Linked DNA regions of Mus musculus: region 2 is linked to region 1. Evidence: chromatin contacts called from public promoter capture Hi-C data. All regions are on one chromosome and are shown on one strand. Each heading gives the region's core, a stretch centred on a gene start, on an enhancer-like site or on the middle of the called end of the contact. The rest is flanking DNA. Distances are from core to core; before and after follow the strand shown. Region 1 overlaps Cyth4 (cytohesin 4). Region 2 overlaps Elfn2 (leucine rich repeat and fibronectin type III, extracellular 2).

The links. Promoter capture Hi-C pulls out the DNA fragments that hold promoters and counts their contacts.
Region 2: a contact with region 1 is called in a promoter capture Hi-C map of the 3T3-L1 cell line, with 2.4 times the contacts expected there. The contact joins two enhancer-like sites. A contact is called at or near these places in 5 of 39 promoter capture datasets (the 3T3-L1 cell line, embryonic stem cells, liver and 1 more), 3 of 484 Hi-C or Micro-C datasets (CD4 T cells, embryonic fibroblasts and embryonic stem cells), 3 of 115 datasets of contacts at active chromatin or transcription factors (the 230-238 cell line and large pre-B cells) and 3 of 9 other capture datasets (adipose tissue, liver and pancreatic islet).

The regions. Positions count from the first base shown.
Region 1 is chr15:78,604,576-78,608,023 of GRCm38.p6, forward strand. It overlaps Cyth4 (cytohesin 4), which reads left to right. Exons shown (of 13, transcript NM_028195.3): 3 at 61-125; 4 at 1,272-1,338; 5 at 2,382-2,500. Gm52186 (a long non-coding RNA gene) reads right to left here. Exons shown (of 4, transcript XR_003951538.1): 2 at 1,104-2,801; 3 at 1-911. Among named protein-coding and RNA genes, the nearest start is that of Gm52186, 3.5 kb to the right of the region's middle. Within about 2 kb of position 1,741, at least 49 of the 459 cell types and tissues checked have an H3K27ac peak or open chromatin away from gene starts, as enhancers often do.
Region 2 is chr15:78,689,320-78,692,767 of GRCm38.p6, forward strand. The region is part of intron 1 of Elfn2 (leucine rich repeat and fibronectin type III, extracellular 2); the gene reads right to left. Gm52188 (a long non-coding RNA gene) reads left to right here. Exons shown (of 3, transcript XR_003951542.1): 1 at 1-677; 2 at 1,952-2,145; 3 at 2,476-3,448. Among named protein-coding and RNA genes, the nearest start is that of Gm52188, 4.0 kb to the left of the region's middle. Within about 2 kb of position 1,527, at least 15 of the 459 cell types and tissues checked have an H3K27ac peak or open chromatin away from gene starts, as enhancers often do.

The DNA of each region.
Region 1 (3,448 bases), core at 491-2,990:
AGGGAGGACCCCTTAAGCAGAGTGGGGCCTCCAGGCTGACCCTTGTATGTGTGTCCACAGAAACTGAAGGATGAGATTGCAGATGTGTTTGCCCAAATCGACTGCTTTGAAAGCACCGAGGAGAGGTGAGGGACCTGGCCCGTGGGAAGACGATTCCTGGGCACTCCCTGTGTGCCATGGATGGTGGTGGGACCCAAGGAGATGCCTACAGCCCCATACGCACTGTCTGGACCACTCCCCATTGATTCTCAAACAACCCCAAGCTCTCACCTCTCCCCCCACAGCACTGCCTGCACATTACCGGTCAGAGGCTGCTAGAAGTGGATGGGCAAAAAACCCTGACCCTGACCCTGACCCTGGACAAGGGTGAGAGAGCTCTGGTATCTGGGCCTGGAGTAGGTCTGCAGGCCCACATCATTCCTCACACAAGAAAGTTCCTGCTGGCTCTTTGCTCTCAGGTTGGGCCGTCTTTCTGAGCCTCAGTATCCCCATTTGTGTAAGGAGAAGGTTGGGTTCCCACACAATCTCCTAGACCCAACCCTCTTGACATTGTCCTTGTAAAACCACAAATGACATTTGAGCTACAAATTGAAAAAAAAAGAATAAATCTTTTAACATTCTAAGTAAGTTATGTATTTGGTTGGCATTCATAGCTCTCCTGGGCAGATGCAGCCACTTGTAGCCAGCAGGCTGGACATGCCTGCTAGGACCCTAGGGCACTGAACTATTGAACTACACCTGGTTTGCCGGGAGCCCACCCAGCCTCCAAAGTCCCTGCTTCTCAAGCGACTCGTGTACATGCACATTCATGAATACACATGAACACACACACACACACACACACACACACACACACACACATGCCCTGCATGAGGGCAGCAGGTGGTTCTTGCAGAGAAGGAAACTGAGACCTGGGGGAGGGAAGAGAAATGAAAGAATCACTCTCGTGGCTTGGCTCAAGAGTATATATAGCAAGACTCATATTCAGGAACAGCCTCTGGGGCCCATGTTCTCACTGGTCCCACCATGCCCCTGTCTCCTCCCCAGGGTGCTCTGCTGGGCTCCCTGGAGGCCCAGAGTTCAGTGCTCAGCTTACAGCTTACCCTGCCCCTTGACACCTCTCAGCCTGTTCTTGCTCTCTCATGTGGTCCAGGGGCGGGGCTACACATGGAGTTCCAAGGGCATGCTGGCTCTCCTGAGGAAGGCCCCCTCGGGGCTTATGGGGGATGGTGGCATCCAGAGCCACCGTGTTGATGTGCCTCTGTTCACAGCCGGATGGCGCAGAAAGAGAAGGAGATGTGCATCGGGAGAAAGAAATTCAACATGGACCCTAATAAGGTACAAATCCAGGGGAGGGGACATAGACCCCCACCAAAGTGTGCATCTTGGTGACCACAGGAGGAGGACATGGGTCTCACCAAGGTGCCCAGAGGAGCTGTCTTCTGGGCACCTTTGTGGCTGACCCTGCAAACCACCCAACAGGGACAAGCCTTTGGTTCCCTGGCCTCTGTTCATTCCCTAACACCACAGCCCAAAGACTGGAAGGCTGTGAAGTCCCTGCCTGGGACCAATCCCCTTGCTTCTCTGGCTCCATGCCCTACTTTGGAATGGGCTTCATTGCCCATGGCTTCGGAGCCAGCCAGCAGCCCTTCCTTCTGCCAGGTGGCCATGGGTTTCCTCTCCACCAGGGACAGCCACAGGAGGAAGCCACACACCACACTAGGGCAAGAGTCCAAGCAGCCACAGAGAATGCCAAGCCCTGGCTGAGACTGCTTCGGCTGTGTATTCGCCTTTCACAGGCCCGAGCCCTAGACCACACTGCTCCACTTACCTGTCCTCTTACAAACAAGCACATACGTCGCCAGCTCTGGCCACAGGGTGCCCAGCGAAGCTGGCGTCAAAGTGCCAGAAGGTGGGGTACACCCTCCCACCCACTAGAGAAGAGCAGTGAAAGTCATTGCCATGGAAGCTGGCTACCTCCCAGGTGGGGTTCATGCAGTCACCTCCCTTTTTGTTTCAGCTGGTCTGTGTGACTTTTACACAATGAACGTAGATTGCTACTGCGGTGAAATGAAACTATTTAGAATAATAAGAGTGGGGCGCTAATAAAATGAGAGGCTGACTCACTGAGGCTTAGAACTGTGACTTTCAGCAACCACGGGAGGCTGCAGTCTAAGTGTGCCAGGCTGGAGGGACCCCGGGAAGCACTGCTTCACTTAGCTCCCTGAGCATGCCTCCAGAGATGGGGAGCTTACCACCTCCCAAAGGCGGCTCGAGAACACCATGTAGGGAACCCAAACACCAGGTCCCCCTCCTTATCCCCTCCTCCACCAGGTGCCTATGCTAGGGGGGGTTGCTCATGAATGCTGTGTCATCTCTAGGGCATCCAGTATCTCATTGAGCACAAGCTGCTGACCTCTGATGTCCAGGACATCGCCCAGTTCCTGTACAAGGGTGACGGTCTCAACAAGACAGCCATTGGCACCTACTTGGGGGAAAAGTAAGAGGATCCCCAGACAGGGAGCAGGAAGTGAGGGCGTAGGGGTGAACATACCACTCAGGATGAACAGTGCTTGGGAAGCCATCATGCTTAGGACTTGGGGTGAGCACTGGTTCCCAGGCTCTGGAATATTCATTCATTCACTCATGCATGCATGCATGCATTCACTCATTCATGCATGCATTCATTCATACATGCACGCATGCATGTTGTTTGTGCCTGGTGTGCTCTGAGCTCTCTTCCAAATGCTGTCCATATAAGACAAGATGGCCAAACCCCTGTCTTCAGGGACAGGTGCTTTCTGCATGGGAGAGAAACAGAAATGAGCTCGGCTGGGTGCACAGAAGGCGAACAGGAGGGCTCTGAACTGGGGCTCTGGTTTCTGTTGGCGAGGAAGTGGGGGGCCGTGCACACAGGAGGATTCCAGGCTGTGAGAACAGTCAACACCCAGGCCTTCAGGCAGGAACAGCTCAACCCAGCAGCAGCTCGAAGAGAAAGAAGGATGGAGAGGGGGGAAGGACGAAAGGGTGTGAGGCAGGGGGATCCACAGAGGCTCTAGACAGGAGTGTCTGGAACCAGCTTCTGGCTGGTAGAGGGATGGGCCACAGTGTAGGAGGCTGTGAGTCACCAGCCTTCCTCAAACACTGCTGAGTGACAGACTCCTGACCTGAGAGCTGGGGAGAGGGAGGAAGTAGAAAGGTCTGTGTCTGCCTCTGATGAAGAAACAGGGAGGTGGGGGTAAGGGGGGGGGGGATGTGCAGAGGCTGGAGTAGGGTCACCAGGCAGGAAGTGACCAAGGAAGAAACTTGACTCAGTGGCCCAGCATTCACTGCCTCTGTGTGTGTGTGTGTGTGTGTGTCCGTGTGTGTGTCCGTGTGTGTGTGTGTGTCCGTGTGTCCCTGTCCAAGAGAGTGAGACAGCGGGAGAGACAGAGACAGAGGTGTGCCC
Region 2 (3,448 bases), core at 277-2,776, 85 kb after region 1:
AAGCTTTGCTCTCACCCTCTGGTTGTATCACTGTGGGCTCCTTACCAAGCCCATGGGTGCCTCTGCTCCATCATTTTCCTCATGCCCGACTTTTGCCTCTCCCTCATCCCCTATCTCCCATCCCCCATCCTCCACCCCCCATCCCCCATCCCTCATTCCTCATCTACATTCTATCATAACACCTGCCCAGGTCTCACACCTGCTGCCTCTCTGCCCAAACCAGCAGCAGCTCTTATGCAGCCAACAAGCAGGACTTCCAGCATCCTTGCCTCCTCCCATCCCTCTGCTTGGCTGCCCAAGGGTCACGCATCGGGGCCTCCTCCTCAGAGCCAGTCAGGAGCTGCCTTGGGGTCCCAGGTTGAAGCTGGGAGATGTCTTGAAGGTCACAGTCTCTCCCCCCCCCCTGGACCTGGCTGTCCCTCCGCTTCCCAGGATGACTCTGCCCACCTTGTCTGAGTGTAGGTTCCTCCCAGGCCTGTGGCGTCATGGTCACACGGCAAGCAGCCCCAGCCCACAACCCCCGTGACAGACAACTGTGTACCTGATACCCCATAAAGAAGCTTCCTATGGAGTCCCCATGGCCAACACTGGGCCACACACCACCAACAGGGCCCCGGCTTAACCAGACCACTTCTCAGATGAAATCAACACCCAGAAAGACAGACCAGCTTGGCCAGGTCAGTGTGGCTGGGATGTAAGCCCTGCCCTATAAGAATCTGGTTATGATAAGACGCAAATCAGGCCCTGACAACACACATTGGGTGATTCAGTCACTCACAGTCTGAGGGGTGGGCCTGCTTGTCCTACCCATTGGAGGGATGAAGAAATAGGCCCAGAGCAGTGAAGCCACTTGCCCAAAGACACACAGCTAAGAACCCAAAAGCATGAGATTGCCCAAGCTGAACCTCTCAAGCTGCTCTGCCCACCAGCTCTGCTCAGATTGCTCAGGGGGGTGGGGGAGAGGACACAAGCACACCAACAGCAGCAGACACCTGAGTGAGGCCTTTCCTCAGCAGACAGCAGCATCCTTACAGCCTCCTGTAAGTGCGGGACAAGCCCGTCCAGCATCTCACCCCACCCCCAGAAACCTGTGTTCTGCCAAGCAGACTGTCCACCTAACAGCACCCGCCAAGCTCTGGAGCTGCCCGGATTCAGACAAATGGAAGCAGGGATAAGAGGACAGGAGCTTGGGATGGGACACACGTGGAACCCAGGCGAATCACAAACCTCACAAATGCACTCCAGCTTTGGAGTCTAAAGATACCTTCCTGAAAGTTATTTTGTACAATACTCAGCTCCTAATATCTCTCCTAAAAAGTCACTGGGCTTGCAAAAAGCAAGGTGGCCCTCCCAGCTTTCTGGGTGCATCTGTGTTGTATGTTCCGTGAGAACACTGCAGAGATGGGGGGGTGGTGGATAGGGAAGCATGGTCGCAGTTCCCTGGCCCCCCTACAAGGTAAGTATACAGTAGGTGATCAGTAAACGCAGCCAATGCCAACTGTCAGTGTCCATGTCCCCAAGACCATGATCAGGCAGCAGGTGCCAGCTGTGGCCTTCTACCTCAATGGGAGTCAGAGCCAGCAGTGACCACAGCCCTGAGGAAGGGAAACTGAAACCAGAGGAGGCAATGGCCTGGAACAAGGCCTCAGTGCACCCCAGTCCCATCTACAGTCCCTCTATCCATAAACATCCTCTAACTGCTGCAGGTTTCTCAGCCCCCTCCTCTCTGCAGTCTGACACTTGCTAGTCCCCTAGGTTGGTGGCTTTCAACCTTCTCAATGCTGTGACCCTTTGACACAGTTTCTCATGGTGTGGCCACCCCCCCACCACCACCATGAAATTATTTTCATTGCTACTTCATAGCTGTAATTTTGCTACTGTTAGGAACTATAATGTAAATACTGGATATGCAGGGTATCCGATATGCTGACCTATTTGATGCCCCCACCAGGTGTCAAGACCCATGGGCTGAGAACCATCATGCCAGGTGCTAGCACCTCCGCATCTACTTGCTAGCTCCCACTATAGGCCAGCCAAGTGTTCTGGAGGCTCAGCTGCCTCTGCTCATCAAGTGCCCCCATGGGTCAGGGCCACTGTCACCTGCCTATGGCTCAGCTTTACCTACAGCTCTGCCTCTCCTGCCAGGTGATAAGACCCACCTCATACCTCGCCCCTCAGGTCAGTCCCTTCCCTCTCCACCTTCAGCCTCCCAGCACTGCCTCCAGGCAGAGCTTTCCCCAAAAGCCACTCGGCTTGGAGGCTGCCCCACACTGCTCAAAATCTTTTGATGTTTCTGCATCCCTGGGGAGGGGACCCTAGCCCTTCAAGTCATAAGAAGCATCTGTGATAAGAGCCTGTAACTTCCTCCCACCTGTGCTGTGAACTTCTCCAGTGCTATTAGCCCAGTCACCTCCTCCAGGAAGTCCTTCCTAATCCCAGGTTTCTCTACTCCATTGTCCTGTATTTGGCTCGCAGTTTTCCCTCTAGAAGGCCAGGGCAGCATGGATCCCAGTGTGAAGCCAACACAGAGAAGGAACAAAGCAGGAGGCATAGGACCATGTGACCTTCCTGCAGGTCGCCACCATCAGTCCACCCCTGACACCCAGCAGGCTCCAGGTGGTTACTATCACAACTGTAGGGACTTGACCAATATGCTGATCACACGCCATCCCATCTTGAACCTGCCCAGGACAGTCAGGCCAGGCAAGTGCCAAGGTAGAAGAAAGGATACAGACAGAGCTTCTGAGATGAGCCTAGTCCGCATGTGCAGCCGACACAGCTGGCCTCTTATCCAGATACGTGGGGCCCACTTAAACATGGGCAAACAGTCTCTGAAGGCCAGCGGCCGGCCTGGAGCTGACCCTTGCCTGCACCTGCATCTGCTTCGGAGAGAGACGAAGGAGCATCGGAGCACAAGAGAGAAGAACATCCAAAGACAGCAGCCAACTCAACCTGGGAGCCTTGGGAGCCTTGGGAGCCCAGGAAGTGCAGCAGGCAGGCACCCGCAACCTGGACCCACATCCTTGCCCTAAAGCCTCCAGCTGTGTGACCTTGGGCAGCCTGTGCAGCTTCTCGGAGCCAACTTCCTCATGGGTCTCCAGGGATACAATGTTAGATGAAATCAGAGCAGCGAGGGCCGCGGAGCACCTTGTGAATCAGGCCCTTTCAGGGTCCCCTTCACAAAAGCCTGCTCAGAGCCCTGCCGCCCTAACTAGGGCACTAGACCTGTTAGCCATGCAATGCCACGCGTGGTGACCTCAAACCGTGCACAATGCCCCCACTCTACAGGTCCCCTCTGGCTCTGCCCTTCCCTCTCACCCTTCAAAAGCAGCTGGGATGCTGGGCTCCTAGCCCAGCTGTTTCTGCCTGTGAGCCAGTACAGCCAGCAGCAGCTCCAGCCACTTTACCGCAGCCTCCCTTCCACCAGAGAGCAAGCCCTCCGTCCTTC